7 separate regions of the Mus musculus genome follow, and regions 1, 2, 4, 5, 6 and 7 are each linked to region 3. A link is a contact called in public Hi-C, HiChIP or PLAC-seq and Micro-C data. All regions are on one chromosome and are shown on one strand. Each heading gives the region's core, a stretch centred on a gene start, on an enhancer-like site or on the middle of the called end of the contact. The rest is flanking DNA. Distances are from core to core; before and after follow the strand shown. Region 1 has its middle 180 kb from the start of Gm32651. Region 2 has its middle 320 kb from the start of Gm32651. Region 3 holds the start of Tfap2b (transcription factor AP-2 beta). Region 4 overlaps Pkhd1 (polycystic kidney and hepatic disease 1). Region 5 has its middle 370 kb from the start of Gm32651. Region 6 overlaps Pkhd1 (polycystic kidney and hepatic disease 1). Region 7 has its middle 350 kb from the start of Gm32651.

Region 1 (3,486 bases), core at 836-3,335, 580 kb before region 3:
GAAAATTCTCATCCTTCTGCATCCGTCAGTTGTTAGTAGCTTTACATCTACATGTAGGATGCCATGCTCATTTTCCCTGGTCCACATCTAGATTTGTGCAAATCTTTTGAAAATACTGGGCTTAAACTCTAGAGGCTTGATAATTTCCAACAAATAATTTATTAATTAGCAAATAGTCAACCTATGTATTACTTTTATTAATGGCATGTATTCCAACCCTTAAGAATATCTAAATCTGGTTAAGTGGGAGATATCTGATATTTTGAAAATCTGTTTTTTATCTCATATAAATGTTTTTATTATGTTTCATTTTATTCTGTGTACTAACAGTTGAAAATAAGAGGGTCTCACAAGCCTTTTGGTTTTAATCAGTAGTCACAATTATATTCATTATCATGTGCTTTGAAAGTTGATAGTTAACATGTGTTCTTAAAGTTATTAAACCTATCCCACTTAACCACACTTTAAAAATCATCTAGTAGCTATCCTCAAAGGTTTCAACTAAAACACCAGAAGTTTCAGGTGAGAAAAAGCTACCCTTCAATGCTGCCACTCTTTAGGTGACAGATACACTCTCAAAACACTTCATTATGATTTCATTTGCCATTCCTTCTTGCAAATGTTTTTAGCCCTCGTACATTTGCAAATGAGCCCTCTGAGAAAATACTTAACTATGAGTCATACTGCAGAGTCATCTGGAGTAAACACTACATTCAATTTGACTTAATTAAACATCAAATGCATTGTTTATAACATGCAGCCAGGTAAGTGAGAAAGGCAGAAACCAACACAAAATGATAGATGATCCTTTCGAGTAACAATTTTCACTTTTCTTTATTTAAACTTGGATGTGACTTAACTGTATGCCTTAAGAAGCCAGAACCAACAAAACCACAGAAGTTTATAAGGTGGAAGTGTAAAACTATGCAAGCATCATTATATTAGAGTTGTAGGATATAGTACTTTAAATATCTCTTCTATCAGATCTCTTACACAAGTCAATTTGATTTTGTCAGTCACTATCTGTGTCTGTTTATACAAGTTGCTTCATGGTCATTTTTTGTTCTTCTGGGTTTGTGATACAAAACTCTTTGCCCCAATAATCCTTCAGTATTAAGTCTTCCCTTATCCTGAGTGTAAATGAGATGATATGAACACTAGCTGTTACACCAGCAACTTGAGGAACTGTGTCTCAGTACTTTGTGGAGGGACTTGGATTCAGTACTTTATGAGTTACCCACACAGGACAAGAAAACAGTTGGGCATATGATGCATCCTGTTTTGAGTCTGCCAAACTTCCATGATTACTTCTGCAAACTTAGACAATGAAACACAGATGAAAACCACTTAATTGTCATAAATGAGAAGAAAGGTAGCAGTGGGAAGACATAGAAAGAGGGAGAAGTCTGTAGCCTAGACAAATCTCTAGTAATGTAGCTGTGGAAACATTATTTGCTATCAAGTCTTTTGCATCCTTCTTTGTCCAGAAAATAAGAGCAGTCATCATTTGTCTCACTTGCATAGAATATCAGTTTAAGAAAAGCCCAGATCTAGTATATAAAGAATGTAAGAGTCTAAGACATCCAGTGACCAGTGAAAGGAGCTGAGTTAGAGTTGCCTTTCAGCTTTGGATTTAGATCCAACACAAATATACTCAGGACTGTAACCAAAAGAAATGTGTCTCTTCTCTCCTTTCTCCATCTCACACCCACTTTCACTTTCCAGTTTCATTCACGATTACAATGTGGGTCACTGCTACTCTCAAATCAGCCTGACTTTCATGCACTCCCTTCAAGGTTTATACTTAATAAAATCCCTGTCTATAAATTGAGAGTAAATTCTAGGATTTCCTAAATCCCCAATGTTAAATCAGTCGGTCTCTGTTTCTGTTGGGCTTGAATGTCCTTAGCCACGGTTTTAAACCTTGTATTTTCTGATTCTATTAGAAGTGGAAATGCCTTAGATTTCTCTGTCATTCTCCCAGATGTAGCATATGATTCATTCTGCAGATAAGATGTTCTTGGGAGAAAACCAGAGGTGACTCTTGCTGTCAAACAAAATCTTTGTCAGTATTGAAATGAGAACTAATTTGACTTAATCTAAGTTGACATGGATAAGAAGAGCTCAGTGCTAGAAAAGAATCCAGTGGTAAGGGGAAGGGGCGGGGGGTGATACAAAATATGAAAAACCCATTCATGGTGTCATGGTATCTATAAATCACTGGGAAATAATAACCAAAGAGTCATCAAAAGTAGAATCACATGAAGTTGTTTTCTGATTATGGCTGAGGAGAGGGCAGTGTCTTAGTGCATATTTTTTATAGTCATTGCTCGTCTGGATGAAAGACACTTTCCCTTTCAGAATCAAGATGAGTGGCTGCAGAGCACCTAACACACTTCCCACACACAAATTATCACATCAGTTTATAAATAATTCTCTACAGTTTATTTTCTGTGGTCCTTTTCCAGAACATAGGCAGCATCCCTTCACTTCATCGTGGGTGGCTTATTATATTGCTGGCTACGTTCCCATGGTGTGAGTAAGGAAATGCTATTTAATGATAATTGACATTGTTATGGCAAATGTTTTGATTAGTATCATAATCAAGATCTTGGGTTACAAGATTATCATTATTATTCTCATTTCATCTTGATAACAAGATGGGCCACTTGGTGATCCCAAAGACCTGCTCACTTAACCATTGATTGCCGTTTGTAAAGTCAGAGTTATACAGTATATGATAGAACTTAGACAATGTTGTGGTAGAGTAGGGTAACCAACTCTTTGGTTTATATTATGGGAAATGCATCACTCTCAGGCAAACTGGGACAGTGGGATGTCTTAAGTGATGGGGTGAAACAGGAGTTCTTAGGAGTCTGGATCAAAGCCAAACCTGCCACCATTTAATGACATCTGAATCTCCAAATCTCATATATCATAATTTGCTTATTTTTAATCTTTTAAAACTACTCTAGTGACTCTTCTGAGAAAGGGTCAAACATATGTCTTGGGAATGTACTACATTTTCCTAAATGCTCCCCCAATGCCTGGGCATAAGCCTATGTTAAAACCCATTTTTTTTTTTTTTTGTAGATCTTAACTTTGCTTCATTAAAAATAAAACTGCTTTAATGACAATACTTGAGTGTCTTTTAAAAGTGATACTATATACATCAATCATATCCTTCTCTTTTGATTTTGCATGTCATCAGGCCAAGCAGACAAGCTCATTATCTCATGAGCTCTGGACTGTCAGTAGTTGAGATTTAATATCATTAGACATCATGCATTAAGACAATGCTTAAAGTTCTGGCCACACATTTGCAATGCTTACTATTTGCTCAAGGAAAGGTTATTGTCTCTGTTCAGAGCTCTGACACCAAAGAGAAGGTTCTGGGTTAGTTTCATCTTCATCATACACTTATCTTGTGGCTGTGGAGTTTATTATGTAACTTTCACAGATTTGCTTTAAAAAAAAAGTTAATTC
Region 2 (3,837 bases), core at 553-3,052, 720 kb before region 3:
GGTTCCTAAACTGCCTAGTGACTACCCAGGGAGCTCTTAAGTTACAAAGTTGCTCCATTAAGCAGTGAAGGTTAGGTTTGAAATCAGAAAGCAGTATCTTTCCTGTTTTGATAGGGCCACCTGTTACCAAGAAGTTTCAAATAGCTTTTCAATCACCCATAGAACATCATCATTAGGGTCTAGATTTATCTCTAACATATCTTTTTGTTTTATTTTTCATTGAAAACCATAGTTTCATAAGATATATTCTGATCAAGGTTCTCCTCCCATAATGCCTCCCAAATCCTTGCAACCTTCCCAGTAACTCAAATCCATGTCCTTTCTTTTTCTCTTTTTAGAAAGCAAAATAGGAGAAAAGAAAAAGCAGAGCAAACAAAATCACAAAAAATACATACATAAAACTCCACAAAACCAGAAAATTGGACATTATATACAGACAAAAGATCAGTAAGACAAAAAATAAAAATAAATCCAAACAAAGCAACATGATATAAAAAGTCTACATAAATCCTGTTAAGTTCATTTTGTGTTGGCCATCTACTGCTGGGCACGGGGCTTGCCCTAAAGTACGGTTAATGTCCCAATGCAACTCCACTGAAGAAAAAAAATTGTCTTCCTTTGCAAGTGGGTTCCTATTTCTGACAGGTTCTAGGTTAGGGGTGGGTGCTCACATCCACATGCCCATCTCAGCACTGATAACCATCTTGCTTGAATGGGTGAAGGCCTGTGTGTTGAAGTTCCTTGATTTCTGCATCTCTCTGGCTTGCACAGTCTTTCTGTCCTTTCTTTCATGTAGTTGCCTGAGCCTTTGTGGGGGCAGATGTTGCTGACGATATCGTAGCTTAAACATAGATTTAGCTGGAAATGGTTCACTCCAATACTGGTAAAGGAAGGAGACAAGAGCTTCTTAGATGCCTTTTCTGCTCTGCTTCCCAGGTGGTCTCTAGTTTTCCCCTGTTTCAATCCATTGCCTCAATCTTATGAGGGTGATTCCCCTCCCCCACCTCAATGTATACACTTTCTATTCTTTCTAATTTTCCAGCCTTATTATTCAGACTGCTCTTAATCTCTTAAATGTATTTATCCAGACACTGCCAATCCTTTAAGGTCCCAGTCATGCCAACTTCTCTCATTCAGATCTTCATAGGTCTTTCAAGGTGGAAATCTACCTTCTCTCTGCTCCTGTTCCATTCAGTTGAAATTCACTTTATTTCCAGATCATGTAGTTATGTTTTATCTACCCAACCAGAAGGGCAGCATTTTAAAGGCATGGGCTAGTGCTGAGATGCAATCAGTGCATTTGCTTCAACAGGATAAATTGTAAAAATGCCTCCTGCGTTTTGGTGGTACCAAGCACAGCACAGCTTAGCTTTGGTGACTTCCCAATGAGCACATATATCCTCATCCAAAATTTAATATTTTATGTCAATATGTCAGTCCACATCCTCCAGATCTAGATAAAGCTGATCTTTAGGGGGCTTGGCTCTATCCAATGTGCAGAATTTATTAGACGGTCCTGCCTTCCTGAATTGTACTTACAGCTTGTAAGAAGTGATTGCTCTCTGGGTATTATTGTCCTCGGGGGGTTGGACAGACCAGCCAAAAGGCAGAGGAATGTCTGAACAAGCAGATTAATGAGCAGTCACCAAGGAGGCTGTAGATCCCCATTCAAGTTCTTGGAAAGTGTCTGTCTACAATTTGATGAAAAGAACTGGATTTGAGGCCAGAGGGTGAGAATGGCTCCACGTGTCCTCTACCTCCTGCTGCTGGGGGCCTGAAGAACAATGATGAGGCAGAGAGGCTGAGACAAGTGGGAGGCAGCTGACTCCAGCTGATTGAAAATAGGTCATTTGTCCTGCTCAATGCTAATGTGCTCAGTGGGTTGCACAGTTGGGGCTGCAGAATGGGGCAGGATGGCAGAAGTGTTTATGTATGCACGTGTCTGTGAGATCAAGCCTTCTTTCTTTGCCCTTAATCAGCTTTCTCTACTCGATAAATTACCAATAAGAATAGTTGATGATCTCACCAGCTTTCAAAACTGGCAAAGACTTAAATACATTGGTTTTGCCAGCTTAGGGGAATGGGAGAATTGGGTTCAAATTCTAGAGCTAGGTGGAGACTCACAAAATATATCTCAGCTCAAAGAAAAAAAATGTGATAATCAGAGGTAACAGTTCAGATGTCATTACAATAAATTTTAAGAGCATAACTGAATATTTTAGTTGCTTGGCTTTTCTCCAAAATCTTACCATTCATTCACAGGGCATAGAAACATATGGGCATTAACTGTATTTCTACAGGATTATGTTCACAGCCACAAACTCTGGACCTATTATAGTATCAGCCTTCAAGGGTCACTAAGGCCTGGTCAACTAAATATTGCCTGCTACTAAGCAGGGCACCGGGGCATATGCAGTATACAGTACAACCACTAGAGGAACATAAGGTGTACAGTTTTCAGTTTTCTTGTGTTAAAGATGCCAGCATCAACACACATCTTTGCAAGGGTGTATATTTGGATGGAAAACCCCAATCAGGCATACATTTACTGCATAATGTTTTTACCACCAATCTTTTAGAGAACTGTAAGTTTTCATTCTTCCTTCAATCTGTGGCAGGCTTTCTAGAATGGCAAAGGCAAATCTGGCTTGCACATAATATCAAGGTTGAAAAAATACATCTGAGCTAGGCACATAAGAACCTTTGGAAAAGGGTCATTCTTTTGTAGTTCACAGTTCTCTACCTCTGCTCAATCTTGTTGACTACTACCCTACCAGTCTGTTATCCAAGACTGTATTCATCTAAAGCATTGATCCTGTCATCAGTCTAGAAGTTGAGCACTGCCTGATGTGTGCTAGCTCTACACTATGGCCCAGTGTTCTGTTAGTGATGACTGCAAGCTACTTCTCAGGGCTTAGCAGAAACCACTTTTGCTTAAAAAGTCCCCACAGTTGTGACACTTCAAATTCTTTTCTTAAAGTTTCTGGCTTCTTTGCTGAAGCAAGCTTCAGAAGGTTTTGAAAAGACCTTCACATTCTACTACTTGGGGCCACCTTCAGGAATTTCATCTGAATAAGGATAGCATTTTTTTTCTTATACATGTCTCTTTCGTAAATACTATGGGTGCCATTCTTCTCTTATGAAATTGAAGAAAGCCTAAAAGTTACAAGACAGGAAGTATCCCCATGTTCTTCTGTTTCCCATCATCCTTCATGTTTTGGGGTCAAGGTTGCCACTGGAGCAAAAGTCCTTACATTATAGAAGTTAGTGAAATTAAATGGGTTCAGAAATTAAGAAGCTTATATTCATATAAAAGACACCTAGGTCATACATACATACATACATACACACACACGTACATATAATTATGTAATTTAAGATCAAAGATTATAAACAATGTAGAAATCACATAGACAAAATTTATAATTTTCTAACAAGGGCTCAGCTAAGGCTGAGGAAGGGGAATCATTTGATCATAGTCTTAAAGAATTAATATATGATCATCCACTCATTTGAATACAATCAATTTACATGAAGGCATGATTTCAGTTTCTTTGTATCAGCCTTAACTGTTCTAAACCTCATTTTGAGCTGTATAAAATACCATCTTTTTCATGATTTTTCTACCAAATACTCTTGCACCAAGAACTTCATATACTCTGTTTAAATTATTTTCAATAAAACTCATTCATAGAATTCCAAGTTATACTCATGAATATGTTTGGGATATAGAAAAAAAAATGTGTGCTGCTAGTCTTTGGTCAGATAATGACCCCAGAACACTATCTGACACCTGGAAATGATATGGGGCTGATCCTCAGGATACATCTTAAATCC
Region 3 (3,840 bases), core at 697-3,196:
TCCGCCAGTGCTATGTTTACTATGGGCGACGTTCTCTTTAGGATAGTTCAACGCCCTGGAGTTGAACATAATCCCGCCTGTTAGGAATAAAAGGACGCTGAATCCCACCAGGCGGGGAGGCGCGGTTCCTCAGTACACTACCACAAAGAGGAAGGCGAAACCTGAGGTCACCCGAGAAAGAAGAACTCTCTCTCTCTCTCTCTCTCTCTCTCTCTCTCTCTCTCTCTCTCTCTCTCTCTCTCTCCCTCCTCTTTCCTGTCTCTCATTTTCTTCTTGACTTCCTTTTCTTCTACCTTTCTCACTTTCTCATTTACCTCTAAATGAGGTCGTAAGAATGGCAGATCTGGGGGACCCTGGCCACTGGCTCTAGCCGCTCTACCCAGAAAACCTGAGGAGTCGCGGCCACACACCGGACCCAGTTAAGAGCGGTAGGGACAGAGCTAGCGCCTGCCTCCGGACTCTTCTTAGCTGAGCAAGGCTAACACCGCGGTGCTGTCCCAACACCTACAAGGCTCACGGTTCAGATTTCTTTCAGAACCGGTTACTGAGTCTGGGTTGTCCACCTCTGCCCGGTGGCCCAGCCTCGTGCTGCTGTGCTGCTGCGGGTAGCTTTCCAACTTTTCTTCCCCCGCCTCTGCTTCCCTCTTCGCTAAACCCCTTTCGCTTTTTTTTTTTTTTTTTTTTTTTAATCCCGATCCTCAGATATCTTGGAGCTTCGGAGTCTGCCTTCCCTCTCTCGACGTCCCCTTGAGCCTTACTTTCCTTTCCTCTTGAGCTCAGCTCCCCAGCTCCCGGGTTGTGGCGCGGGATCCCTCATCTGTCCCCAGCCGGGCCGCTTCCCCTCGCCCGCCAGCTGGAAGGGCAGCCGGACAGCCTCGCTCGACGCGGACTCCGGAAGCTCTCGGTGGCGTCCGACAAGGCGGAGGGAAAAGCACGGGAGGGATGCGCTTGCCTGGGGACCGGTAGCGGGTAGCACGAAGTGTGGGCAGGCTTCGTTAAAAATGCCCACACGCTGGCGGCTGCCATCTCTGCTTGGAACCACTGACCCGCAAAGAATCAAAATACGACAAAACAAAAATAACAAACCGCGCTCTCTCCCATACGGTACTGGATTTGTTCATACATCCCTCCTTTCCCCTCGCTCTCCCTAGATATCTACCCTCTACCTGCGTACGTTGGTTACCGATTTAAAAAAAAATATTAAAAGTTTAAAAAGCAAAAATTAAAGTCCCAGTCGGCGTGAGGCTTAAAAACCCGATTCTGTCCCGTACTCAAAATGAGGAGAGACTGTTTTTCCCTCACTGTTTGCCTGAATTCCTGGCTCCACGTTACCTACCAGAGTCTACAAGGGGAAGGAGAGAGCCGGAGAGAAAGAAAAACAAAAAGGAAAAGAAAATAGCTCCTAAATTAAACTTCTCACATTCCAACCTTAAAAGTTCCCTTTCTGGAGAGCAAAGTCTCCCAGAGCCAGCCTTAGAAAACTTAAAGAAACCTCAGAAACCCGATCAGAAATCTACGAGTAAATAGCTTAAAATATATCAGCTGGGGTGTCAAAGAAGCTCCAGTTTTCTATCTCCAAAGCTCTAAAATGCATCTGGGGTGTCCGCTCACCTCATAGATGTCTTCGTACTTGACATTCTCCACGAGTTTCCAGAGCATGATCGCAGCCTGGTCTCTAGGAGGTGAGTGCATTCATGTGAGGAGCAGATGTCTGGTTTCTCAGGACTCCGCTGTCTGTAATGATCCATCTATAATTGGAAATGGGGGATACACACCAAATCCGACGCTCCTCTCCCATCGCAACTTATATCTGTTGTCTCAAACAATAGGCTGGAGAAGTAAGCCTCAGCAGACAGAAAAACATTATTGCACACAGGACTTAGATACAACGCGCACGCATACACACACACACACACACACACACACACACACACACACACATGCGCGCGCGCGCGCGCACACACACACACACGCACATGCACACATATATATTATAAAAAATCATAAACATGAATTTACACGCAGATAGTCACATTAGTTACATAAACACCTCTGGGTCACAGAATCCACAGACTAACCGTGCATTTAAAGGGAATATAGTGGTTCAAAACGAGAAATATAAATAGATACATTAAAAATCTGTTTTGAAAATGGCGAATCAATGCAGCCACTAACTAAAGTGTTTTAATAATTGACAATGAGAAACCACGCACATCAGTCCCCAAATTTTCTACATAGTTTTTTTTTTTTTTCTTTTAGGAGAACCATTACTGAGATTTTAAAGACAGTTTTCCTATTCTTGTATATTTAGGGGAGCATTAAAAAAACACCACTAGATTTTTGACTTTGAGTTATATTTCTCTATTGATGCAACCTTATAAAAGTATCATTGTGGAACAAGAATAACACCACTATTTACCACAATGGTTTCTGATATTTTGCTCATTGTGTCTAACACATTTGGAAACTTGAATATCTTGTGGACCCTACAATCTATATTGCTTGTTGCTTTAGGGATTGTTCTATATTTTTAGTGGTTCCTTGGTGTCTTTCTGTTTGCCTGGAGTCTCCATTTTATTAAGTTTTTTCTCTTCCTTTACATGTTGGAAACAACAAAGCACACAATGTTAATCTTGAGACCTTTAACAGGGGTATAGAACATTTTGTATTTGGGTTTATTGCCTGTAATTTGTGATTTTAATCTGATAGACTTGAGACAAGAACACCCAAATCTTTGAGAAGGTTTAAGCTTTGTACTGTTTAAGGAAACAGTGGGAAATGTTTTAAGATGTACAAGAGCAAATATTGTTTGGCCATTTTGCATTGGGGTAGATTTTCTTTTGAATATGTGCTTTTTGAAGTTTAGTTTTTTAAAAAATATTTTCAAAGCATAAATAACAACAAGTACAAAGTTTAACCACTAACCTACCCTCAAGTGGGCACCCTGTAAGGCACAGGATTTTCTTTTTTTTAATTTCATGAGGAATTCTATATTCACTAGCTCCCTCTCCTCCCCATCTTTCCACCCTTTCTGGGTTCTCGGAGGGTTCCCTGGAGTCAGTAGGGAGGCACTGAAGAAGATCTTGGCCCCTGGGGCAGAAAATAAATGACAGGAGGGAATGAGGAGGGTTGGGGTAATTTGGGGTGGAAGTTATTAAACCTGATGAGGGTGAATCTGTAAAGGGAGATTGTCTTTAAACTCCAGTGCATTCTAGAGCTCCGGCAGGGTCGGAGGCTCCGTGAGTAGGAGAAGGCTTCAGATAGACTAGGAGGAAGACAGCGGTTCCTAACAGCCAAGCTGAGGACTCCTACCTCGCAATGAACAGTCCTGTAGATCTATTATTGTTACTGTTATTATTATTAATTTACTGTAAGTCAAATGAAGGAAATGCAGGGTGCTTCAGGCAGAACTTGAGAAACACATCTTTTTCTCTATTCCCTGTTGGATTTCTTTTCTTCCTTTTCTTTTCCTCCTTCTTCTAACCCCTCCTTCCCTTCTCCCTCCCTCCCTCCCTTCTTTCCTTCTTTCTCTTTAGATCTTCTCCTTCTAGTCTTTCCTTCCTTCCCCCTTCCTTCTTCTTTCCTTCCCCTCTTCCCTCTACTAAAAAGAAAATATTCTTAAACTACACAGAACAAGGCTAGTCTTCCAGCGTCAGCAGATATGTCTCCCTTTCGCCACCAGAGATGGTTGGGAGACAGGAAATCGTTCCTCTTAATGTCGTTGTGTGGAAGGACTTAAAGTGGATTCCACACTCTTTCACTAAGTCATCCTCTACTTGATAATTTGAAAGATAGACGTTATAGATTTGGAAATTAAAATTCCCCAGGCACAAACTTATT
Region 4 (3,818 bases), core at 572-3,071, 930 kb before region 3:
TGTCACATCCTGGAGATGTCCAACACCTTCCCACCCCCATCAGTTTCAGATCTACATTCATTCTCATGGCCATCTGGCCATTTCTCCTGTCCATCCCCATACCTGATCCTGAAATCCCAGTCCCCTTCCTATCTCCATCTACCTCCCAGTTCCTCCCCTCCATCTGCCTCTTATGATTATTTTATTCCCCCTTCTAAGTGAGATTCAAGTATCCTCATGTGTGCCTTCCTTCTTGCTTAGCTTCTTTGTAGCCTTTGGGTTTTTTAGATAGAACTTGCTACACAGCCTAGGCTGATCTTGAACCCACTATGTAGCCTATGATGGTTTCAAACTCCAGTTTCCCTCTTCTGTTTCCTAATTGTGTAGATTACAGGTGCACAGTTTGACATTGGGCTTAATCAGTGTTTTATGTTCACTATTAGGGCAATTCTATAGACAATGATTAACTGACCGTTACAAAGTGTACCACCATAACAGAGTAAAAATAAGTTTTACATAAAAATGATATTGGAGGGTCTATGTGATATTTGCATTGAAAATAAATATTCATTGAATTTGATAGCTATCAGCTTGAATAACTGTACTATTACAATTTACAATTTTCTCCCAGAACTTTCTACTTTATTTCCATATGGTTTCTGCCAGTATTAAGCTGTTACAGAAAGGGGCTATATTGTTGCTAAGGAGACTCCCTGTCAGGTTTCTCTCTTTGGTCTAACAATAGCCAATATTAGATTAGATTACATTTCTGTGCTTTAAAAATGCATTAATTGGTATAGTCACAGTATGAACTTTATAAGTCTGCTTTGGTTTAGTATGGTCTGTGCAGTTTCAATACTGATTTTGATATTTAACTTCTGATGTAATGGTGTGGGGGATTAAGAGGTGCTTGCATCATGGGGATTCTGTCCACATGAAGATGGAGAGCCACATCCCTGTAACGGTACATCAGCTCTCCTGAACACATGTGGCCCCTGCCTCTCTATTCTTTGTATGAGCCAGACCGCTCTTCCATTTTCCCACTCTATACCAAGCAGCAGCAGATCTTAAGAGCAAGCACATGTGGCTGCCCATTCTTGCATGTCTTGCCTGGAGCACTGTGAGCTAAATAAAACTCTTCTTTATAAAGCATCCAGTCTGTGATGTTATACATAACCCATAGCAACGAAAACCAGACTGGGATCTCACTGTACCAGTAAACTTCCTGGTTTAAAAACCAGGAAAATGGAGGAAAACAAGGTACACCAAGGGCAATTCACTTAAGTGTGGTCACAGAGAATGTGAGTAACTGAGTCCGGACCTGAACACAGCCGCTTGCTCTATAGGATAGAGAGAATCACTGTGCTGTGCAATCTCTCCCAGCATGGAGATACCATAAAGGATTGTGCAGATATGTAAGCCCTTTCAAAGCAGTCCTTTGAACTGAAAAGCAAGGCTATTATTATCTTTATTGTAACTGACTCAAATTCATCAAATATAGAAAAACTTATTTTACTAGGACTATGGAGATACAGGGGAAAGTGTAGCTTTTAAAAAAGCAACTATTGGGTTTGGATGTTTTGTGGTTGCTCTGTAATGAAGATACGATTAGGAAAAGGGAGGAGGGGAACCACTCAGAGGCTTCAGTTTATTATCTGAGGTCACACATTAGCTGTGTCATGATAGCCACCTCTCAATATTTTCATGCCAATGGTCACACGTGGCTTTTCTGCCGTGGTTGGTAAGAAACCTTTTGCTGTACCTCATACCCAACAGGCTGGCTGGATTTGCCTCTTAGATTAACAGGTACCAGTCAAAGGCTTTACATCCCTAGCCTGGATTGTCAGAATAAGAAGAGGGAATTTCTCTTTTATGAGTCACAGGCACTGAGTTGCTGGGAAAGTTTCTCTAACAGGGCGAATTGGCAAAATAGTCCCATTGGGTTTCAAGTTAATTTGACTAATTCTTTCACCACTTGTCAAATGAAACTACTTTTGTTTAGGTAACAAAACAAGCTGTTTCCTCTGCCATTTCTCCAGTGGGTAGTATAGGCACTTCTGGCGAACACACATTACTGCTAACTGTTATGATGTTTGCTGTCAAATTCATTTATTTATACAACTGCTGTAAAGAGCCTGGGGCCCATAAGCAGCCATGAAAGATTTCAGAGTCATGGTGTGGGGTCAGGAGAGGGGGGAAAAAAGTCTCTGCTGGTTATGAGAAAGGAATTGACACAGGAAATGGTCACATATGGTGCAGATTTATTGTGTCCGGGGCTTCCCATTCAAATCTCATTATAGCCACAGCTCTGAGCAGGCCACGGCAGAGTCCCATTCATTTTGGCTTTGGCACCCAGCAGAATTACTGTGGCTGCTTCAAAACAGGGTCTGGAGAGGTGATGACTTTATCATTTTGAGGAAAGGGTGTGCCAGGAATTGCACTTGTAAAGAATGATGGTGGCTGTCCTTCTCTTTAAGGCACGCAATGAACACTGCTTTGTTTAAAGCTGGAAGATAAGGCTTGCTAATAGGAAAGGAGATGAGATGAGGGATGGGATGCGGTGGGGATTGGGACAAAAGAAATAAATGGAGATTGGACAAAAGTGAAAATTATCCTGGATTTTCAGTGTGGGGCTGTTTACTTCAGTGATGAATAATATATGTTTTACTGGACCTCACATGCATATGTGTGAGTATAAGCATGCACACACACACACACACACACACACACACACACACACACACACACACACACACCACACTTCTATGGATGTATGGGTATTTCCCTCATCTACATTTTCTAAAAACTTTCGTTATGGGGTCAATGTTTAAGCGAGGATGTAATATCTTATATACAAGAGTGCATCAGCCCATGAGTTGTGTGCAGCTTTTAATGTCTTTACTTGTGAGAAAAGGGAGTTAGAGGGAGGATGAGAAGCCTAGCCACAGCTTCAAAGAGGAGGAGGCAGGATGCAATCAGAGCTGAACCTGATCTCTTGGTGAGCCTACTTCCTGAGCCTGCAGTTGCCTGGGATGTTTTCAATGTAGTATTCAAATAATAAGTTTCGTAATTGGGACCATATCCATTGAAGTTTGTAGGTGAAATTTTATTCCTGCCACAAAAGTACTTGTTGTTTCAAGTCCTATATCATGGAGAAATGTCACCATCATTAGAAAATATAACATGAGATAGTTCCTGGATTTGGTTTGAATGTTCTATCAGTAGAGGTACAGAAAAATTTAAAATGGCTGATTCAGAAGAAAGAGACATTGGGTCTATCTGTCACCCCACCTGACACAACCCCCTCATAATGTCATCCCCTCACCTCTTCTACCTCCTATCCTTATCTTTCTCAAAATAAGACTATCATTAAAGAGTATTTTATCTTATGAAATATAAAAAAATACTCTGAAACACCCACCAAAATAACATGACAGAGGCAGACATTCTGCCAAGCAAGCTGGCCTTGTGTATTTGTAGGCCTCTTGTGGTTGCCTGTTTCTCCACAAGTACTTTGGAAAGGTGTCCTCATAGAAAAGAAGGACAAGCACAGCAAGACTGGTGAGAGTGTGAGGAATGCTGCGATGAGCAGCTCTCGATATCCACAACACCTTTCACCCAGAGTGCAGCATTATCTTCACTAAGCAGCTCCCGGCTCCTTTAGTTATCTTCATTGTAGGGTTGTCTTCACACTTGCGTGCCTCATGTATCACAGCCATCCAAAGCCACAGCACTGCAACTGTCACTGCTCATTAGAGTGGCCTCCCTTGCTGAAAATGATGTCAAAGTTAACTATGTTCCCAATGACACTCTCTAGCTAATTGTGAAAGCCAACCTAG
Region 5 (3,481 bases), core at 792-3,291, 770 kb before region 3:
CATCCCAATGAATGAATGGTTTAAACAACAGCTCTAGAAAAAAATGCAAAGAAAGAAGAAGAAAAAGAAGGAGAAGAAAAGAAGAAGAAGAAGAAGAAGAAGAAGAAGAAGAAGAAGAAGAAGAAGAAGAAGAAGAAGAAGAAGAAGAAGAAGAAAGGAACTTTTTTTAGCTTTTCTCCATGGCATGAAGTAAAGCAAATAGATATGAATGATAGCAGAGACTAGGAAAAGAGACCCCATCAGAAAGAATTTCTGCCAAGGACCAATTTCAGCTAGAAGAGGGGTTCTGAGGAAGGGATGTATAGGAGCAGTGAAACAAAGAACTTGAAATCAAATATTGGGTACAAGCTAGTCTATGTTCTGTTCAAGAGAGCTTTCTCTTGTTATTCTAATAAATCTGAATGGCTCATCTCTTGCAGATCAAAAGCCCAGTCTTTTATTTACATGCTGATTACTTATCACCCCAGGTTCCCTTTTGATTATTCCATGAATCCACACAACAGACCCTAGCTCTGTGATTCTTTGAAAAATACAGCAAGCACAAGCACAGACAATAAGATAGGTAGGTGAGACCCCACCCTGAAGTTACCATTCCTACCATGCCTAGGCCTGCACCTAAACTCTCTTGGTCCCAGGCTGACCTTGAATTTAGGAATCTGCCTGCCTGTGTAAGCACAAACAATAAACTTAGCTGGGTGGGATATGCAATCACCACTCCCTAAATCTCTTTATCTCTTTCATTAATATCTTTCTGACAAGCTGGCTCACAGTGCCTCTGTTCCTTTAGGTCTGTGAAGCACCTTATAAAATTCATATTGCATTGTTAGATTTTTGCATAGTTGAAAAATTATATATTTTTGAACTCATGTTTTGAGTGTTCTTTCCCACAGCATGAAGAATTGTCCTGTAGGTCACAGCATTCTCCCATTTTGCTGAGACACCCTTGCCTCCCAGACTCCTGCTGTCCCTGATTATCATGGAGTCATTAACCTTCGCAAAGAAGACATTCCTTGAAGGGGGAATGTGAAAATATATGCATTATTATAGAAACAAGCCTTATGCTCACAGAAACCATGGACACTCATGGAAGTCCACCCCCTGTGGGCTCTGTCTCAGGGGCAGGAACCATGTTATTCTGTCTCTTTCATGGCCATGCAGGACACTGCAAGTTTCCACAGGAATCAGTTCTAATAAATCCCACCAGTTTCTGAGCTCTTTATGTCTGTCTGTATATCTGTCTGTCTGTGTCTGTCTATCTGTCTCTCTCAGTGTGTATGTGTATTTGTGTATGTTCATGTGTACATGGCAGAGGCAAGTGCTCTTGATTAATCACATTCTTTTTATCTAGGTTGACAGCTAGTGAGTTCCAGCAATCTTACCCCACAAAATGTTGGGGTTCACAGAAGGGAGCAGCCAGGCTTGTTACATGTGTTCATGGTCCCACAGCAAACACTCTTACCAACTGAGCCCATTTTTCTCTAAGTTTGAGCCCATCCTGGGAATTACATTGTCAACAAAGATTCACGAGAAACAGCAATGTTCTAGTAACAGGTTTCAGTTGCTATGGGGATTTGGGGGAAGTTTTAGTTTTCAAAATCAGCGCTGGAAGTCTAAGACCCATTTATGATCATTTACATTCAATTTACTTTCTTGCTGCCTTTCATCGGATTTGACTAAAATAAGTTGTTTTAAAGGCAACTTATTGTGACTGTCATATGATAGAACATTACAATAACTTTTAGAAAGAGGATAATGCTTTTTGCCAGTCTTTTATCATGTCTTGGTGACTTCAAGCTAGTGTTTACAACATTTTTCTTTCTAAGGAGAATATTACCTTTCAGTTTAGAAATAAATAGTAAGCCCTGGAAGTTTTAGTTCTATGAAGATAAATAAGAACGATGCCTGCCATGAAAAGCCAGAGTAGTTACTGCTTCAAAAGAACAGTTATCTGAGCCATTGCCATAAAACAAGCCTAGAAGAATTTCAAAGGACAGTTGATTTATGGAACTCTGTGGCATAGTTTGAATTCCACAGCCTCCTAGCATACTTTTGCATTGAAGTCACTTCTCCTTCCCTTGTCTGGATGGCCATGCAGGATCCCAATCCTTGTCTTGAACTCATGAAATACTTCCACTGCAAGCCCACAGGCCCTGCTCCTACCACAGCCCCTTCGTGACTTCATAGAAAAATCCAGGATGCCAGGATACCCATGGTGGAAGCACTGAGAACAGGTTTCAAACCACAGCACTAGAATTCTAATTGAAGAAATGTTCCCTTCAATTTCCTAGGTATTTTTGCAGAAGTCCCAAACAAACGTATGTTAATGTTCACTCCTTTAAAACTTCCAGGTAATAGTCTCTTTCTATGGAGCATAGTGGGGTTGTACTCATTTGTATTTACTTCGTTTGCATTCACCCTCTGTCTTTATTTTCTTCCCTTAATCCCTGTTCCTATGCGCTTTCCCTCTGTGCCTCAGCTATATATTGTCTCTGAAAATCAATAAATCCTTCACACACAATAATGCCCACCCACTCCACCTCACTGGGGTGCTGTGATGTGTAATTAATTAATGTGTGTAAAGTGCAGAGGGAGCATGCAATGCAAGGCACCCTATAAATGAGAAGAATCATTATTAATAAGTGTTATTACCCAAATGCCTCTAGATGTCAGCAAAACATCTTTGAAAAAATATAATTGGGCAGCCCATCTGAAAAAGCCTCAGACTGTGCGGTCTATTACCATGTATGGAGGCTGAGAAAAATACCATCAGCAGTGAGGCTGCCGTAGCCTGTCCCTGCAGAATGTTTAGTTTCAAATTGCGAACTTTGAATAAAAGTGAGCATTGGAACAGAGCTATATTGGATTCTTCCAGAAATGAATGTTCAGCTTTGTGGGACTTTTTCTTTAAAAAACAATCCAGAAGAAAGGTCAGTCTTTTATCTCAGAAGGACATTTGATTTCCTCACTTATAAAGCAGTGGGTGTTGATAGTGAATGGAAAGGATGAGGGGACACACACACACTCTCTCTTTAGGTTTGAAACTGTGAATCCATAACACAGAGATCTAGGTGAGTGTACATGTGCTGAGTCCCACTAGCTTCCTTCCTTGATGGCAGTGTGAAAATAAAAAGTCTGGCAATTTCCTCTCACATTGTTTGATGATATTCCGGACTTATTTTCCAAAGCAAATACTTGGGTTTGTAAGTGATCAGTTTTGATGCTTGTCTCAAGACCAGATGTTTCCTCTTTCTGTTTTCTGCTTATCCACCATTTTCTCTGAATAGAAATATGAGATATAGAGACAGGAGAAGAAAGATGAGCCAGGGAAACATGGCAAGAGACGACCCAGATCCTGGATGCAACCCAGTAGTTCCATATAAAGGAAGTAACTCAAAGAAAGAACACTTCATTAAAATTAGCTTAATTAAATTCAATACACCTTGGTTTTGTGGCTGAATACTAAAAAACAGCTTTCCACATA
Region 6 (3,568 bases), core at 211-2,710, 970 kb before region 3:
CAGTCCATTCAGTCTCTGGAACTAATTCAGTTGCATGTGGTTGTAGGACTGACAGGGCCATTCCTAGATTCACATAAGCTGAGGTTCATGGTCACCTTTTAGGGCATTCCTAGCTTGGAGCTTTAATGCTTCCTGTATGCTTTTCCTTTCCCTTACTTTCTTGTCTCCAGCTCTGATTTCAGCCAGGAAGTTTTCACCTCCTAAATGTTTTTCTTTGTCCTGCAAAATCTCTTCACTGTGAGATCTCTAGCCTTAAACTGTGCACAAACGAACACATTTATTAATCCCAGAGGTCAGGAGGTTGAGGCAGGGGGATTGTGAGTTTTAGGCTAATTGGGTTATATAGTGAAATCCTATTTCAAACAAAAAAGCAAACATACAAACAAAAATATACCCCTAGTCATGTTCATAGTGTCTCCTTGCCACAGTAACATATTCAATCTATGAATTTAAACGCTAACAGCAGAGACATGCATCCCATAGTTCTTTGAATAGTTCTTTTCATTCTAGTTACACAAGCAAAAACTAGGGAATAGGGATACTGGAGTTGTCTGTTCAAGACATTTCTATTTTAGGATAGAAGTTAGGGTCTATTCGCCTTCATTTAGACATACTAAGGAAAGTTGAAGCATCTATAATCCCTTTGCAAGACAAACAACTACAGTACCACTTAACTCACTTTGAGATGATGATGAAATGCTGTGAATATTAACTCGACTTCTTGCCACAGATAAAGTGTCTTGATTTGTCATGCCTTTTAAATGTGCACTTAGCTATTTGTACTTTAAATGCATTTGTTTACTTTACACTGCCTTTGGTATATTTACTGTGCTATTGATGCAAAATTCAGTCAGCATTTGCCTACCCACCAATTGCCCCTGAGTTAATAGAAGTAGAATTCAGGCATTAGAAACTTCTGGATGTCCAGTGCCTGATGATGCTCGGTGACACAAACGTGAACTCCTGTAATAAAGGAGGGAAGCTCATTTTCCCTGGATCTCTCAAAAATGTCTATAGCCCACCCAAATAGCTGAGTGTGAGCTTGCAGAAGCTTAGATGAGGGAGCACTGCATTTTGCAGCAATTAATTTTGCAGAGGAAGCAGTCCATTTAAAGATGCCTGCAGCACTCACTAAAATGGAGGTTGTTTTTCAAGGCCACTAGAGCTGCATTTGGCTAAGGCTGGCTCATCAACAAAACAACAATGCTAAAATATGGCCTTCTGGGTTTTATTTTTCCTTTTTTGTTTTTCAAAAAGAGGGACTAGAGGGGCTTTGAATTATGCTCACCTGCTAGAACCAGGCAAAGTCATAATTGTTTAGCCCCATAGCACAACCCTGCAAGGGTTAAAATGACAGAGATATTAGTTTGTGAGGGCTAAAATTGTTGGCTTGAAGCTCTCGGCGATACGCAGACTGTTATTTACCGGACTTGGTCGATTTACTTCTTAATGCAATAATGACCTGTGAAATGAAACGTGAGCTAGACAATTGTTCCTCATTGTGTCCTCTGCAGCCTCCCTTCATACCCCATTAAACCACCATTAATTCCATATGAAAGAGAGTCACGCACAAGCACCAATGGCCCCTTCCTTTTCCTTCTTGCTCTTCCTTGCCCCCATAATTATAATTTTATTCTCTCTTTGTATTTTCCCTTTCCTTCCTTCTTCCATTCGAATACAGAAATAATGGGGTACATGGTGAGAAATTTCTCTAAATCAATGCTTCTGAGAGAGAGCAGCGTGTGTCACTTGCAGGGGGTGTGCACAGCTTTGCCATTTCCATGGACACAAAAATGGTGACAGAAAAGTTTTTTAAAACAGGGAGCACTCAGTTAGACCTGCCAAAAATGGTTCACAGATATACAGAATATTCAGTGTGAAGGCGAGCCTGTGCCCTGGCTAAGTCGGGGTGGGGTTTCCTACAGAAGGATTACATGGGCATTCCAAGACATCCCTCCCGCATTTTTCAGCAGCCTGACTAGTTTTGAACTATTATTTTGTATTCCTCGATCTGTTTTAACTTTTCCATGATGATCCCAAGGAAGAAAAGGATGGCACATGCATAAGAGATGGGTCTGTAGAATCTTTTCCCTGGCCCTGTTCTGTGTACAGTGCTACAGCTAGGTATTATCATAGTTTCCTCTTCAATTTTTATGGTTGCTGCTATTGTTGCCATGACAGCTGCCTCATCTTCATTTCTGTCCCTGTGGCCACATTGCTTTGCAATAGACAAATATTCCTTAGCCTCTTTTGTCAGGATGCTTGTGACTACACTCGAAGCTTAAACAGATAGTGGAAGCTATTCCCCTGGATTCAGAACCTTAACTTGATCATTTTCAGATTTTCCCCTCTAGCAACACAGGTGATGTTCATAGCCCATGGGGGAAATAACATTAGTGTGTGTGTGTGTGTGTGTGTGTGTGTGTGTGTGTGTGTGTGTGTGTGTCTTGAGATCCAACCCAGGGTCTCAGGAAGAAGATGCAAATGTTCTACCACTGAGTCATACTTTAGTTTGCTGTAGCCATTATATGGATTTATATACACAGTATTCTGAGCACAACAAAAAATATTTTAGTCTCATATTAAGCACACAAAAAATTAAGTGGGCAATCTCAGTGGTCGCAAAACAGAATGATTAGATGTGAAAGCAAGACAGAGATTTGCAGAAAGGTGGGAAAGTGACAGAGGCAATATGGAGAAGGGGTACAAGTATATGTTATGTACATGTGTGAGATTATAAAATAACATTACAACATTCCACAATAAATTGTACAAAATGTAAAAGATACCCATACTCTAATAATAGATTGATCATAGGGCATATCTCATCACCAATTTGTTTTTAAGTAGTAAAGACTGAATCTTGAGAGCTTTTCCTCATGTTAGACTCTCAGCAATTACTATTTTCTCTATAGACTCTTTTATTTTAAGTTCTAGCTTTAGAGGTATGTATGCTGTCTTGACTTGAAGTCATCTTCAGTGGTCAATAGTTTCATGAATATTAAAGGTGGTTGTTGTTTTTAAGTTTTTAACCTAGGAATTAGAAAGTCCATATCTCTCATTTCTACCTCCTAAAGAAGACCGTTTGTGCTGGGAAATGAATGGGACAGCAAGGTGTGCAGTAATAAAACTTGCACACATTGTTTGTTACAATGGCATAAAAGTACTTAGACCTGCAGTAGGAATTCACGTTGAATTTGTTATTACATGGGGCTCACTACCTAGTTCTTTCCTGGATGCTTCTTGTATAAAATATGTCTATGTTTCTATTATAGCTCATATTAGGCAAGTATCAGGAACAAAGTGCCTTCTAAAATCCTACATCCTGCTGTCCTCTCCTTTTACTTTTCATCTTAACTGAAAGGGTGTGATGACTGAGAACACATTTCTAGCTCACACCCTGATGCTAGGATGTGTTTAAGAAGGATAATCAAAAAGGGAATAAAGTTATTAGTGCAGAATGAAATGATGAATGATTAGTTTTTAATGAGCTTTATTTTATTTCCTTAACAAACAACAAACAAAACCACTGATTAGCGTTACAGCTCAGATGGCCCCCATCCTGTAT
Region 7 (3,459 bases), core at 274-2,773, 740 kb before region 3:
GTGAGGAAGAATAGATGAGATGAATATGCTAAAGAATGTAGTTCAGGCTATCCCAGTATTACATTGAAAACAATGTAATACAAGAAGTCATACATTCCTACACTTAGTGACTGAAACTCTGGCTCACAGACAGATTTCTTTGTTGACTGGCCATATTGTCCTGTGATGTTTCCCCAGAGCTCACTGTCTACTCAGAATGGGCCCCTTCACAGGTTTCAGAGCTGCTGTTTCCTCATCTGCAGAGAGTATGCCAGGCACAGACATCCACACAGGGGCAATGCAAGCAAATGTCTTAATAGTTGTAAGAGTATTTGGTAAACACTGAAGATTTTACTCATTTTGATGTATGCAAATTGATCTTTACCTTAACTGTGGTGCCCGAAGATTAAATCCCTCATATACATTAAAAAAAATAATAAAAAAACCTAAAAGAAAAATTAGTGGAAACACAAAATTTCTGTAGAGAGGAAAATTTCTGACTCTTCCAACATACGCTGCTGTCCACCAGGACTGCAATTGTTTCAAGGCTGAATTCAGGGGCCTCAGAGTTCAGAAATCTGAGAGTATTTAAGCATGAATTCTCTACTCCCAAATTCCACTGTGCCACAAGGGGTTAAGGATGCTCTGTTTGAAGATTTCACCATGTCCTTTTCCTAACCAAGGCCCTTGGCAATAATGATAATGATGATAATGATAATAGCAATAATAATAGAGAAATCACTTTGAATTTTAATAGATATTGAGTTTAATAGATGTAGCATCAACTTTTCTTCTATTGTGTTTTTCTGATAACACCTGTTCTGAGCTTTCAGGAACTATAGTAAAGGCCAAAGTATTGAAGGGCTGTCCTTCTAATGATTAGCAGGGTAGTTCTAGAGGGCTGGAGAGAGTGACCCTGGGGTTGAAAGATTCAGTTACAAAGGCTACCTTTCATTAATTCAAACAGACAGCCACAGGGCACTGTGAATTGTTCACAACTGGATTTTATCACAGTAAGTCCCTTTCGATGTACACCCATTGAGAAGAATTGGGGGGGGGGGTGAGCATTTAAAATCTTCTTCTCATTGTGCACTTCTCCAAGATAAACCCAAAATGACTAGATGAAAGGGAACCAGCTAATCCTTTAAAGTATGCATTAAGAAACTGTTCACAGTTTGTGAGCCTCTGAAGCAACACGTCTTTAAAAATTAGAACCGGTCGAGGCACGCAGTAAAAGGTGATGACATCATTTCAGGATAAAGTGTCCTTCCTCAGCACTGAGGTTGTCCAGGGCACAGATATATGGAGGTACTCAGAGGGGTATAGAAAAACACAGCTGTGGCACTGGGGGATGCCTTTCAAGAGTCACAGACCAAGTGTAGTTATTTACCTTGTGTATAGAACTAATAGACTCCACCTGCTGTGTGCCGGTCACACGACACACCATTTTCTTCTATGCTCCTGACTGTCTTAATGCCCAGCACCCACTGTTTCTTTTTCTTCAGCTTTGGGTACTAACTAACCTATCTGTCCGCAGGAAGCAGACAGTTTCGTGTTTCTGGAAGTCTTTAACAGGGAACCACTTTTAAGCGTCTAAAGAATCAAAACAAAGCTCTCTATGCCTGATGACTCGGAGGCTGAGTCAAGTTGTCACAGAGATTTCCCCTCTCCCCTTGGTGGGGCTCAGGCACTCTGGGTGATCTGTCTGTAATAAGTGACAGATCCAGCTCCCTGGAATGGTAAAGGCTGGGCGAGAGGAGCCCAGGGCCAGCAATATAGCAGGGCAGGTGCTCCAATCAGACTCCGGCTCCACCAGGAAACGCCTCTGGAATGCATGACCAATTTTGTTTCAGGACAGAATACCCCCTTTAATGGACAGAAAACACTAACCTTTTCTTTTTCCTTTTTCCTTCCCTCATCCCCCACCCTATTGACCCCCAGTTGCAACAAACCCCCTTTTCATTTTAACCCTTTCAAAGGATAAAGGGCCAGCTCCAATCTGCACACCCTCTTCCATCTATATATTACTCTTGTAACCATCCGGGATGTGGAATGAAAATTCATTGGCCAGAAAAACAAATGGGACTCTTGGAGAGGAGCACTGTGGGCTCATGAGCCATTTTCTTCTAAAGTCACATTTTAAAATGCCTCTAAAAAGCATATTCTCAGGGAAGGGTCTAGTGTGAAATTCCTAAAAATCAGAGGGATTCTAGAAAGAAATATATGCTATTAAATATGAAATACCAATACTTCATTTAAAATGCGCATAGCCCTTTGGAGACCACACAGCATTAAAATCAAAATTTTATAAGCCCACCTTGAGCATTTCGTCCTGGAAAAGCTGGAAGTCAGGAAACATAATCAAAAGCATTTTGAGAGTTTTAAAACTCACTTTAAATAAGCCTTTTAACTTGGTAACATTTTGCGATAATGAAATGAAACAAAATAGCAAACAATAATGTCATCTTTCTTTCTGTGGGTGTTGTTGAAATGAATGTCTAGATAACAAGGATAAACCACACTAGTGTGTTTCCCTGCAAGCTAATAGGGTAGCTTGAATTTACTCTATAGCTTGCTTGTATTCTACGTAGTCTATAGCAGACACTGTTGGCTGGCCACAGCAGGGTTTAAGCCTACTTCCTGGCTTGTTTTCCATGTAATGGTGTTTGGAAGGTAGTGAAGGGGACTAACACATATTAGCTGGAATAGGGGTTTCCCTTTTAAGCATTGTTGCAACTTATCTTTGAAGTTAAGCTCATTTATCATGGGGAGAATAGACTCCCCAAAAGTACAGCAATGAGCCTAAGGCAGTGTTAGAAACTTCCAGTGGTTCCCATAAAATAAGTAAGTAAATAAATAAATAAATACATAGCATTTATTATGGTGATAAATATGAAAACAAATGAGTTTTAAATACAGAGAACGGTAAAAATACATTTTTTTAATGAACCCAAGAAGTACAGCTTCAGAGACTCCCACTACCATACTATGCAGCCTTGGTTCAGCGTGCAAGTGTACTTCCTGGGAGAACAATGGTCTGAGTTTTAAAGAGGGACTCCTGAAGAATAATTTCATTTGTAACATGGTATCTTGAAAAATAATGAAAGTGAAATACAGTAAGTCAGTCATATTATATGAGTGGATGAGAAGCAAAGAATGTGAGACATGCATCGAGGCTTCTTCAGAAGTGCATTGAAGCCTGCATATCCAGGAGAACGTGTTGCCCATGTGTGTGCAGGGTCCTTGCATTTATGTACAGACATTTGTTTCTCTGAAGCTTCAGCTTCAAACCTGCTCCTTCAAAGAAAGAGAAGATGTTTGTACATGAGTGTCCTAGTACAACAACAACAACAACAACAAAATGAACTCCTTAGTTTTTAAAGAATGAAAAAAAAAAACTAATAAAATTAAAGCTTGTTTAACTCAGAGGCAATTCAAACGCACACATTTCTTTCTCTAGAATCTGCAGTTGTATTCAAA

The links. A called contact is a pair of places that touch in the nucleus more often than the background predicts. HiChIP or PLAC-seq counts read pairs in DNA pulled down with a chosen protein or histone mark.
Region 1: a Hi-C map of the N1E-115 cell line shows a contact between it and region 3, with 3 times the contacts expected there. The contact joins the enhancer-like site here to the promoter of Tfap2b in region 3. A contact is called at or near these places in 9 of 39 promoter capture datasets (the HPC-7 cell line, cranial neural crest, embryonic stem cells and 5 more), 17 of 484 Hi-C or Micro-C datasets (the AML12 cell line, the MC3T3-E1 cell line, the N1E-115 cell line and 12 more), 6 of 115 datasets of contacts at active chromatin or transcription factors (astrocytes, a beta-TC-6 cell line, craniofacial prominence and 3 more) and 1 of 9 other capture datasets (adipose tissue).
Region 2: a contact with region 3 is called in an H3K4me3 HiChIP or PLAC-seq map of neural tube, with 6 times the contacts expected there. The contact joins the enhancer-like site here to the promoter of Tfap2b in region 3. A contact is called at or near these places in 5 of 39 promoter capture datasets (the C10 cell line, the HPC-7 cell line, cranial neural crest and 2 more), 7 of 115 datasets of contacts at active chromatin or transcription factors (astrocytes, embryonic forebrain, embryonic hindbrain and 4 more) and 1 of 9 other capture datasets (embryonic stem cells).
Region 4: a contact with region 3 is called in an H3K4me3 HiChIP or PLAC-seq map of craniofacial prominence, with 6 times the contacts expected there. The contact joins the enhancer-like site here to the promoter of Tfap2b in region 3. A contact is called at or near these places in 12 of 39 promoter capture datasets (the 3T3-L1 cell line, 3T3-L1-derived adipocytes, cranial neural crest and 8 more), 1 of 484 Hi-C or Micro-C datasets (the N1E-115 cell line), 4 of 115 datasets of contacts at active chromatin or transcription factors (craniofacial prominence, embryonic midbrain, neural tube and 1 more) and 1 of 9 other capture datasets (embryonic stem cells).
Region 5: a Micro-C map of embryonic fibroblasts shows a contact between it and region 3, with 25 times the contacts expected there. The contact joins the enhancer-like site here to the promoter of Tfap2b in region 3. A contact is called at or near these places in 19 of 39 promoter capture datasets (the 3T3-L1 cell line, 3T3-L1-derived adipocytes, the C10 cell line and 13 more), 1 of 15 datasets of contacts at CTCF or cohesin (pro-B cells), 77 of 484 Hi-C or Micro-C datasets (the 3T3-L1 cell line, 3T3-L1-derived adipocytes, the AML12 cell line and 46 more), 15 of 115 datasets of contacts at active chromatin or transcription factors (PVALB interneurons, astrocytes, craniofacial prominence and 11 more) and 2 of 9 other capture datasets (embryonic stem cells and pancreatic islet).
Region 6: a contact with region 3 is called in an H3K4me3 HiChIP or PLAC-seq map of neural tube, with 5 times the contacts expected there. The contact joins the enhancer-like site here to the promoter of Tfap2b in region 3. A contact is called at or near these places in 10 of 39 promoter capture datasets (the 3T3-L1 cell line, the C10 cell line, HPC-7-derived erythroid cells and 5 more), 5 of 115 datasets of contacts at active chromatin or transcription factors (astrocytes, embryonic hindbrain, embryonic midbrain and 2 more) and 1 of 9 other capture datasets (embryonic stem cells).
Region 7: a contact with region 3 is called in an H3K4me3 HiChIP or PLAC-seq map of neural tube, with 7 times the contacts expected there. The contact joins the enhancer-like site here to the promoter of Tfap2b in region 3. A contact is called at or near these places in 14 of 39 promoter capture datasets (the 3T3-L1 cell line, 3T3-L1-derived adipocytes, the C10 cell line and 9 more), 14 of 484 Hi-C or Micro-C datasets (cortical neurons, embryonic fibroblasts, embryonic stem cells and 8 more), 8 of 115 datasets of contacts at active chromatin or transcription factors (craniofacial prominence, embryonic basal ganglia, embryonic forebrain and 5 more) and 1 of 9 other capture datasets (embryonic stem cells).

The regions. Positions count from the first base shown.
Region 1 is chr1:19,785,765-19,789,250 of GRCm38.p6, reverse strand. No RefSeq gene overlaps it. Among named protein-coding and RNA genes, the nearest start is that of Gm32651, 180 kb to the right of the region's middle. Within about 2 kb of position 2,085, at least 2 of the 459 cell types and tissues checked have an H3K27ac peak or open chromatin away from gene starts, as enhancers often do. A contact at or near this core is called in the N1E-115 cell line, where this site is marked.
Region 2 is chr1:19,925,921-19,929,757 of GRCm38.p6, reverse strand. No RefSeq gene overlaps it. Among named protein-coding and RNA genes, the nearest start is that of Gm32651, 320 kb to the right of the region's middle. Within about 2 kb of position 1,802, at least 8 of the 459 cell types and tissues checked have an H3K27ac peak or open chromatin away from gene starts, as enhancers often do. A contact at or near this core is called in neural tube, where this site is marked.
Region 3 is chr1:19,207,020-19,210,859 of GRCm38.p6, reverse strand. It overlaps Tfap2b (transcription factor AP-2 beta), which reads right to left and starts at 1,946. Exons shown (of 7, transcript NM_009334.3): 1 at 1,612-1,946. The coding sequence starts at 1,692.
Region 4 is chr1:20,133,679-20,137,496 of GRCm38.p6, reverse strand. The region is part of intron 60 of Pkhd1 (polycystic kidney and hepatic disease 1); the gene reads left to right. Among named protein-coding and RNA genes, the nearest start is that of 4930486I03Rik, 220 kb to the left of the region's middle. Within about 2 kb of position 1,821, at least 11 of the 459 cell types and tissues checked have an H3K27ac peak or open chromatin away from gene starts, as enhancers often do. A contact at or near this core is called in the N1E-115 cell line, craniofacial prominence, neural tube and 1 more, where this site is marked.
Region 5 is chr1:19,972,726-19,976,206 of GRCm38.p6, reverse strand. No RefSeq gene overlaps it. Among named protein-coding and RNA genes, the nearest start is that of Gm32651, 370 kb to the right of the region's middle. Within about 2 kb of position 2,041, at least 27 of the 459 cell types and tissues checked have an H3K27ac peak or open chromatin away from gene starts, as enhancers often do. A contact at or near this core is called in adipose-derived mesenchymal stem cells, embryonic basal ganglia, embryonic fibroblasts and 4 more, where this site is marked.
Region 6 is chr1:20,178,288-20,181,855 of GRCm38.p6, reverse strand. All of the region lies in intron 60 of Pkhd1 (polycystic kidney and hepatic disease 1), which reads left to right. Among named protein-coding and RNA genes, the nearest start is that of 4930486I03Rik, 180 kb to the left of the region's middle. Within about 2 kb of position 1,460, at least 2 of the 459 cell types and tissues checked have an H3K27ac peak or open chromatin away from gene starts, as enhancers often do. A contact at or near this core is called in neural tube, where this site is marked.
Region 7 is chr1:19,949,750-19,953,208 of GRCm38.p6, reverse strand. No RefSeq gene overlaps it. Among named protein-coding and RNA genes, the nearest start is that of Gm32651, 350 kb to the right of the region's middle. Within about 2 kb of position 1,523, at least 17 of the 459 cell types and tissues checked have an H3K27ac peak or open chromatin away from gene starts, as enhancers often do. A contact at or near this core is called in craniofacial prominence, epidermal suprabasal cells and neural tube, where this site is marked.